Linked DNA regions of Mus musculus: all the other regions are linked to region 2. A link is a contact called in public promoter capture Hi-C data. All regions are on one chromosome and are shown on one strand. The core of a region is the stretch at or near the end of the contact, and the rest is flanking DNA. Distances in the headings are between cores, read along the strand shown. Region 1 holds the start of Fxyd3 (FXYD domain-containing ion transport regulator 3). Region 2 holds the start of Pmis2 (PMIS2 transmembrane protein). Region 3 overlaps Gm42377 (a long non-coding RNA gene).

What was found. Promoter capture Hi-C pulls out the DNA fragments that hold promoters and counts their contacts.
Region 1: a promoter capture Hi-C map of the HPC-7 cell line shows a contact between it and region 2. The contact joins the promoter of Fxyd3 here to the promoter of Pmis2 in region 2. A contact is called at or near these places in 19 of 39 promoter capture datasets (the 3T3-L1 cell line, 3T3-L1-derived adipocytes, the C10 cell line and 12 more), 1 of 15 datasets of contacts at CTCF or cohesin (the NIH/3T3 cell line), 3 of 484 Hi-C or Micro-C datasets (B cells, bone marrow-derived macrophages and embryonic stem cells) and 1 of 9 other capture datasets (liver).
Region 3: a promoter capture Hi-C map of liver shows a contact between it and region 2. The contact joins the enhancer-like site here to the promoter of Pmis2 in region 2. A contact is called at or near these places in 16 of 39 promoter capture datasets (the 3T3-L1 cell line, the C10 cell line, the HPC-7 cell line and 9 more) and 2 of 115 datasets of contacts at active chromatin or transcription factors (large pre-B cells and memory CD8 T cells).

Annotation. Positions count from the first base shown.
Region 1 is chr7:31,075,348-31,078,047 of GRCm38.p6, forward strand. It overlaps Fxyd3 (FXYD domain-containing ion transport regulator 3), which reads right to left and starts at 1,350. Exons shown (of 8, transcript NM_008557.2): 1 at 1,274-1,350.
Region 2 is chr7:30,670,269-30,672,986 of GRCm38.p6, forward strand. It overlaps Pmis2 (PMIS2 transmembrane protein), which reads right to left and starts at 1,337. Exons shown (of 2, transcript NR_027849.1): 1 at 1,232-1,337; 2 at 454-912.
Region 3 is chr7:31,011,807-31,014,757 of GRCm38.p6, forward strand. The region is part of intron 2 of Gm42377 (a long non-coding RNA gene); the gene reads right to left. Among named protein-coding and RNA genes, the nearest start is that of Gm42377, 16 kb to the right of the region's middle. Within about 2 kb of position 1,400, at least 3 of the 459 cell types and tissues checked have an H3K27ac peak or open chromatin away from gene starts, as enhancers often do. A contact at or near this core is called in liver, where this site is marked.

The sequences.
Region 1 (2,700 bases), core at 100-2,599, 410 kb after region 2:
AGAATCCCTCAGAGAGGGGCTAGCAATGGAGGCTTGCTTAGCCTGCTCTTCAGGCCCTGGACTTAATTAACACTTATCACTCACACACACACACACACACACACACACACACACACACACACACATACCATGCACACACATACCCTGGACCCATTTGTTTAGATTAGACATATATTTCTTGTAGTTGATTTGGGGACTATTTCTCAGATGTCTAGGGCCCCAGCAAGCTTTGGGGAGCTCCAGTAGTGGTTAGGGGTCTCAGCTATGGATGCTTGTGGTCTAAGGCTGCCCCCTGATACTCTGTCACACATGCATGGGTTGCAGCTGAGTGCCCAGCCTATGCGGCCATTTTTCTCAGTTCCAGCCTGACTCCCTCATACTGTCTTTTCAGCTTGATGAAGCTGACACTGTTCTTATCCCACACAGCCATCACATGGGAATTCATCCTAACGCTGTGTGCTCTATCAATATGGCTGCTGAATCTCACCTCTTACACTTCTCTCTCCAGACTCTTCCAAGACCCCAAAGGACCACAATCTCTGAGTGAACCAGAGTGGGAGCCAGCACAGAGAGAACCAGCCTTGCTGGGACACTAAGCACCCCTCATCTGCTTCCTGCCTGTGCTAGTCAGAGGGCAGCTTCCGTGTTTTCCCCTACTCCAGGACGGTGGATGGTCATATCTGCAGGGTAGGATGCATACACCCTTGTCATCTGAGTCCCCATCTCCTAACCAAGTCCCGCTTTACAGCTTCCCTGGATCAGACTTCTCTCTCCTGGTGTTCATCTATCTTCCTTGTGCCCTAATAATACCTGGCCGCTCAGACACACACCTCCATCTGCTTCCTCCCCCCAGGGCACTTAAATTACTCTTCATCTACTTAGTTACCCCTAGACACCCCTCTACTCTCATCCACTGAGAAACCCTCAATCACGATATTACGATGTAGTCACTTCCTGTACACCCTGACACCTCAGATACCTCAGGTAAACCCAGACTTCTCATCTTCTCAGACCTCCCCCAGGCTTCCCCAATCCGTCTATGAATATCAGGTGAGTCCCCCCAGTTGTATAATCCAGTCCCACAGAGGTGAGCCATCTGGGACAATCAGCTGACAGAGGCGGGTAGTCTCCTGTCCCCATAAAAGAATCTTTAAGCAGGAAAGTTTTAGGGGTCTTTAACCCCAGTTTCTATGTAATAGGTGCAGTTAGAGGAGAGTTAGAGAGAGTGGGGGAGCAGAGGCTCAGGGAGGAAGGGGCCCCCAAGGCCACTCACCTGAGTAGCTCAACAGGCTGAGAGGTGGTTCCGGGAGAAAGCAGAGTATGGACTTGCCAAGCCGGGACAGCCTTTATCCACACTGCCACGCCCTGAGCAAACCTGGGCAGGCAGGCACAAGTCAGGTCTCCCTGAGGCGAGGGACGCCCCCACTCCATTCCTCCCTTAAAGAGACAGTTCTACTCATTCTTTAACTATAGTAGCCTCAGGTAAAGTGGAAGGGGACCAGGGTGGGCTGAGGATTGGAGGGAAGAGGGTGTGTCTGATCTCCCAAACATCAAAGGAGACTGGGAACGGGGAAGATTCTGGGGTCCTTAATGACAGACGCCCATCATCCTGGAACGATGTGGGAGAACGTGGAACATACATGTAATCTGTTTCTGATTTAGGTTGTAGTGGGGGTGGGGCTTTTTCTTTATTTGTTTGAGACAAGCTCTCACTATGTAGCTCTGGCTGGCCTGGGAACTCACACTACAGACCAGGCTGGACTTGATCTTGTTGAGAGTCACCCATCTCTGTCTCGCAGGCTGGGATTTAAGGCATGCACCACCAGTTGTTGTTTTGTTTGGGGATGCACCCACTGGCATTTGTAGGGAACTAAAGCCCACTCTCCATTCTGCATTCTTTGTTGGCAGGGGTTAATAAAAGACACTGACAAGGCCAAAGTTGTAATAGGAAGAAGGCACTCAAGTGGTGGGTAGAAGTTGGGGAAGGTCTGGTTCTTGGGGTTCATAGACCAGGCCCCAGAAGACTGAAAACCGAACTGACTTTCAACGTTTCTCTCAGAGATGAGGAGATGTCGGGTGGACGTTCAATCTACGGAGTGGGTGTGGGCATGGATGTGGATGTCAAAGTTGTCTTCCTCTACTGCAGATGAGTTCCCTGTACTCTACAAGCCCCCACCCTTCCCTGCCCCCTGTCCAAATGGCACTCCTTCCGCCTGGGGTCTGTAAGGCTCCCACATGGTCCCTGCTGGAGGTGCCCCCTCCCCCAAAATTCTTCCTCCTTACACAGAAGAACTTTTGTCCGGGGTCTGGATGGAGAACAAGGCACCATTGAGTGGCTGGCAGAGGATTGGGGTCACCGGGAGGGGCAGGGCCAGGAAAGGGGTGGCTTCTATTCGGCCACCAGCTGGACTCCAGACGACCCCCAACACTATGGTGAAGGCGGTAGGGTGGAGACCCAGAGGCACCAGGCTTGGGAGAGGTTGCTGTTGTGGGTGTGGAGAGGAAAGTTTAAGGGAACTTAGGGCCAAGGGTCTGTGGGGCAAGGAAAAGGACTCCCCACTTCTCGCCAAGGCCTCCCTCCCTGATGTAGCTCACTTAACTATGATAGTCTGTGTTCCCTGTTGGTAGCTCCTGATCTTCAGGCCCTAGCCAGGACAAGGCATCCTGCCTCCCATAAAGGAGCGGAGCCCTCCCTCAGGG
Region 2 (2,718 bases), core at 87-2,586:
TCTGGCTGGTCTAAAACTCATAAATCCATCCTGCCTCTGCCTCCTGAGTGCTGAGATTAAAGTCATGTGACAGCACACGTGGCCAAGGTTTCTGGTTTTTTGCTTTTTGTTTTTTTCCTGCTCTGAGACACCAAAAGCCCAGCACCTCAGCTTGAGAGGGAAGTCATGTAGAGTAAACACACATTCAGATTCCTAAACACACTCCCATCTTATTATGAATTATTATGTATACTTTACAACAAAAACAGGTTCAGGAAATCAAAGACGTGCAATTTTAAAAAATATGTGTGTGTGTTTGTAAGTGTCTCTGCTTCCCAAATTCTGGGATTATAAATGTGTGCCACAGAGCCTGGCACCATTATTGCAGTCTGACTTTCACAGGGTCTAAGCCAACATAGCTCCAGTGAAACTATTATTGATCCAGAGAAACATCTACACCCAGACACAGGCAAAGCCGGGATATTCCCTTCAATTTTATTGGGCTCAGAAATGTGATTTTTTTTTTTTTCATGAAAGAGCAGCTCAGTGGCTTATGCAGATTTAGAACTTGAGATGTGGACTTCCAAGATGCTTTTAGACAGCCGTGGAAGACAAATGAGAATGAACTGGTGGAGTGTAGTCAGGTGGCCTGCCTGGGGCCGTTTTTTGGATGTTGAGTTTTTTGGTTGGTGGGTTTCTTGGCAAGGGCATTTCTGAAGCTCTGAGTTTCTTCTTGATGGCTGGTCAAAGTCTAAGTGAGCATGTCTGTTGGGGGAGGAGCCCGTAGATGCTGATGTGTAGCTTTCATAGGACTAGGACAAGTATATAAATGATGCCTACAAAGGCTACTATGGCCAACATATTAAACCACATAGTTCGAGATGAGTTCCGGTAGGCGTCTTCCCAGTTGCTGCATTTATTGGCTTCGTTGGTCTGTAAGGGTAGGAGCATGAGTATGGGTTTCTGAGACAAGAAGCTCTTGGAAGGAGGGTTGGAGCCCTATAGCCACTGTGGGAAGAGCCCGACCCAAGACCTAGGACACAAACAGTTGCAGGTGGCAAGCAGAGGATAGGATGAGCAGTGGAGGCGGGCGGGGGGTGGGGCGGGGATACTTTTACCTGGATGCTGAAGTATATGGCTAATATCCCAAAGGGTAGGAAAAGAATCATCGCCAAGAGAGCCAGCATGACATAATTCCGAGCGTAAAATTTCAGTTCATCTGGAGTCTGTGGACGGTCTAGTGGCTTCCTACCTGGGGCTCCTTGTTCGTCTGTATCCATGATCTTTTCACTCAATGACAGATCCTGGTGTCTTGAAAATAGAGACCCAGATCCACCGAACTTCCCCGGGCCCTACCCAGAATCCTAAGAGCTGCGCAGTCAAAGGACATTCTTCACAATGGCTGTAAGGACATCTCCAGTCCTGATTGGCTACTCTCAAGAGGTGGGCGTGGTCGCGCTGTTTTTAGACAGTTGGTGCCAAGGAAGTGTGGTGCTGTGACAACTTTGTTCTTGTACCCTCACAGGGATTGATTGTGGGAAAGTCTGCCTCTTGCCTCTTTCTTCTGCCGAGTACCAAGGGATAGGAGAAGGAAGGCCTCAGAAGAGTAGGTAGATAAACCTGTGAGAAAGCTAGATTTAGCCAGGCATTGTGGCGACCATCTTTAATCACAGCACTTGAGAGACTGAGGCAGATCTCCCAATCTCTGTAAATGCAGTGCCAACTTGGTCTACACAGCCAGTTCTGGGACTACATAGTGATGCCCTGTCTCAAAATAATGCCTGCCAGGTCTCAATAGCAAAATCTTACCTGTAGAAAGAAAGATAAGTGGTAGATAGATAGATAGATAGATAGATAGATAGATAGATAGATAGATAGATAGATAGACAGATAGATAGATTGATAGATAGATAGAACCGAGTGAGCTGTGGCCACTTATAATCCCAGCATTTGAGAAAGGATTTCATATAGCCCAGGCTGGCCTGGAATTCACTTGACAGCCAAGAATGAGTTTGATCTCTTGACCCTCTCTTTTCTGCCTTCTGAAGTATAAGGATTGCAGACATACTCCCTATATATCTGGAAGAAAAATTGTATGTATGTATGTATGTATATATGTATGTATGTATGTAAGAACTGCCTTAAAGTGGAATGCCACTTAAATGTAGATATAGCTCAATGGTTTTAGTCCCCCAGAACTGTTTATAAAAATACAAATGGCATAGGAAGTCATCAGGGTGTACTCTTCAGATTGCCCCAGGTTCCTGCTGCCTCACTGCTACGCACACTCCAGTGAAGTTTGCTTGGCAGGCCGAGAAGCCTGGGAGCACTCATGAGGCAAAGAGTTTCAAGGAAACTCACCTCCTGGAACTTTGGCGTTCTCATAATCCGTATATTCATACCCTATCCCCGCGTTAGTGTGGTGTATGGATCCACGTGCTCTCTTTTACTATTGTCTTATTATAAGTGCCTTTAAAGATTGAATTCTGACATAGCTAAGCCTTCGCCAGTGTTCCAATGTCCCAGAAAGACCTTAAAGCCGACAAACTGGGAATTCAGTAGGAATCCAGTGAGGTTACCTATTCAGTAACATTCAGATTTACTTCTAGTAGAGACAGTGAAACTAATTAGGCATTACAAAGAACCTAGCCATAATAGCTCAGGGCTGGTCTGCAGAGTGTTTACTTGAGGCAGTAGCCAGTCTCACCCAAACACAATGGCCTAGCTAATCCGTGGGTT
Region 3 (2,951 bases), core at 150-2,649, 340 kb after region 2:
CAAAGTGAGTTCCAGAACAGCCAGGGCTATACAGAGAAACCCTGTCTCGAAAACAAACAAACAAACAAACAAACAAAACAAACAAACAAAAAAAAAGAGTTTCATTGCTGTGACGAGATATCATGACCACGGCAACTCTTATAAAGGAAATCATTTAATTGGGGCTGGTTTACAGTTTCAGAAGCTTAGTCCATTATCATCATGGCGGGACAATGGCAGCATGCAGCCAGACATGGAGCTGGAGGAGCCGAGTGTTCTAAGCAGAAGGAGACTGTGTGCCACACTGAGTGGAGCTTGAGCATGTACAACCTCAAAGCCCGCTTCCACAGTGATGCAATTCTGACAAAAGGCCACACCATTCTCTATGGCCAAGCATTCAATACAGGAATCTATAAGGGCCATTCCTATTCTCTGCCCCCCCCCCCCAGGGGTGTGTGTTTGTGTGTGTGTGTGTGTGTGTGTCTATGTATTTCTGCCAATTTTGTTTCCTTGTTGTGATGGTTTGTATATCCTTGGGCCAGGGAGTGGCACCATCTGGAGGTGTGGCCTTGTTGGAATAGGTGTGACCTGGTTGGAATGGGTGTGTCACTGTGGGTATGGGCACTAAGACACTTGTATTGATCAGTGTCTTTTTCTGGTGTGAGACCCCTCCACAACCCTGCTTAAGACCTGTGCCTCCTCCTGTTGGGGACCTGAATCCTTTTGGCTCTGCCAGGTCACCCAGAGTTGAGGGAGGGGGACCTTTATTGTCTGGGAGCAGAAGTGCTTGCTTGTGACGGTCATGGATGAACACCTGTGGGTCATCATTAGGAAAGAGGGTAGCAGGATTAATGGTGGTGGAATTCTCAAACTAGACTCGAGGGTGGTCCAAGAGTATTGGGTCATGCAGTCCTTAGACAGCTGGTGTTCTGGTGTTCCCCGGAGGAGGGTCCCAACCATATGGGGTGCTATGAGTTATAAGATCCTGACCCTTAGTTTCATTAGACTAACAGTAGCCACCATAGCTCTTAGACAGGTGGGCCAATCCTGTGGCCAGAGGGTCCAACCATTTGGTCAGGTATGTCAGAGGATGAAAGATAAAACTTTCAATTGCATGGGAGCTGCAATTGTTGTGTTAACTGAAATGATTTGGGCTGAAGCCAGGTGGCTCAGCTCAGAGAGCAGAACTGATCGATCTGACACAGGCTCTCAGATAGCGAAAAGGAAAGTCGGCCACCATATACACCACGTTCAGTGCTTTTACTAAGGGGTATGATCTATAAAGAAAGAGGGCTTCTCACCATTGGGTAAAAGGACATTAAGAAAAAAAAAATCTTGGCCCTCTTAGAGGCTATTTGGCTTCTGTCGTCCATTGCCAGGCTGCTGACTTGGCTGTCTGACAAACAGTCCTAAGACCAGTCAGGCCTGTTGATATTCAGATGACATACTACTTGGTACTGCCTGAGACTCTGGTAAAGAAATGGACAACTCACACCCACAGGTTGATGGAGAACACCAGAGGGAAAGACCATTTTCCCAGGAACAACTGGCAGGACTCTGGTAACTGACCTTTATCACCAGGTTATTCATCTGGGGTCCACAGAACTGAGTTACTCAGATCACAGTATGTTTGTTACACCTGCACTTAGTCAGCCTAGCCCAGGATGTCTCAGCCAGATGCCAGGCTTGTACTCAAGTGAAACTTAAACATAGAACCTTTACCCAGGAAGGGGTCCAAATGAGAGACCAACACACCTGCCAACTCTGGGAACACTGGCTTCACAAAGATCAGCCTGCCAGGGGAGGATAAAAGTACTTGCTAGTTTTTAAAGATACCTTTTTCAGGTAGGTAGTAGTGTTCCTCACCCAAACAGACACTGCTCAGATAGTAACTAGAAAGCTCCTCCGGGAACTGATCCCCTGACTAGGCTTCCCCCTAGCAATGGGGTCTGGCCGTAGCCTGGCTTTCATAGGAAAAACTTCTTAATTAATAGCTAAAGCTTTTGACATAGAGTAAAAACTTCATTGTGCATATAGGCCTCAAAGTCCTGGCCTGGGGTAAAAAATGAACAGGGCATAAAACAACACAACACCACCAAAAAACAAAACAAAAATCCCCTCTATAAAACTCTCATTAGAGTCCAGCAGTAGATAGACAGGTCTTGTTTTGCTTCCACCCACGGCACCCCATATAGCAAGGGATTTATCCCCTATTTTTGGAAGACCTCCCCCACTGCTTCCTAGGCTTGGAGACCAGCAGTTTGCAGAACTCTAACCATTTCTTTCTCAAGTCACTAAGGCCCTCCAGTCCTTCATAAAGGCTTGGCACTCGTCTCTCTGAGAGGCCCAGCCAATCTCTGAGTCCACCAGCAGTATCCCTTTGTTTGAGGCCCGTGATGCTGTCTGGATCAAGCAAAGGGAACTGACTTGGAAAGGGCCCTACATGGTGATGTTGTTCCACTCCTATGGCTATGAAGGTAGCTGGCATTACACCATGAATCCACTGGACCAGGTCAAGAAAGCAGAAGCCACAGACAGCTGCCAACGCCAAATGGACTGTGGAAAATCAAGGTCTCTCATCAGGCCTCAGCTCGTTCAATGCCAATGTAATCCAATGCTGATAAAATTAAAGGTCTGGAAGGAAGAGTCTGGCCTTTGGGAAACAAGAAAAACCTGAGGAAATAGACTCTATATCCATTGGAATAACCTGAGGACAGGTTTATTACCCCCCCCCCCCAAAAAAAAACCCCTGCCCTTCTGGGTCCCCAGACTTAGGGTCTTATTAGAGATTTCCTATCCATGGCAAAACCTTGGCCAATTTTCCCCTCTAAAGCACTTGGTACAAAATTGGCTAGGATTTCTGGTTATGCTTAGACACGTGGTCCCCGTGCTATACAGGGATAGGAACTAACCGCACTGTCAGCCCTTTGACTGACGAAACTCACTGACTCAGGGCAGCCCAAATACACATT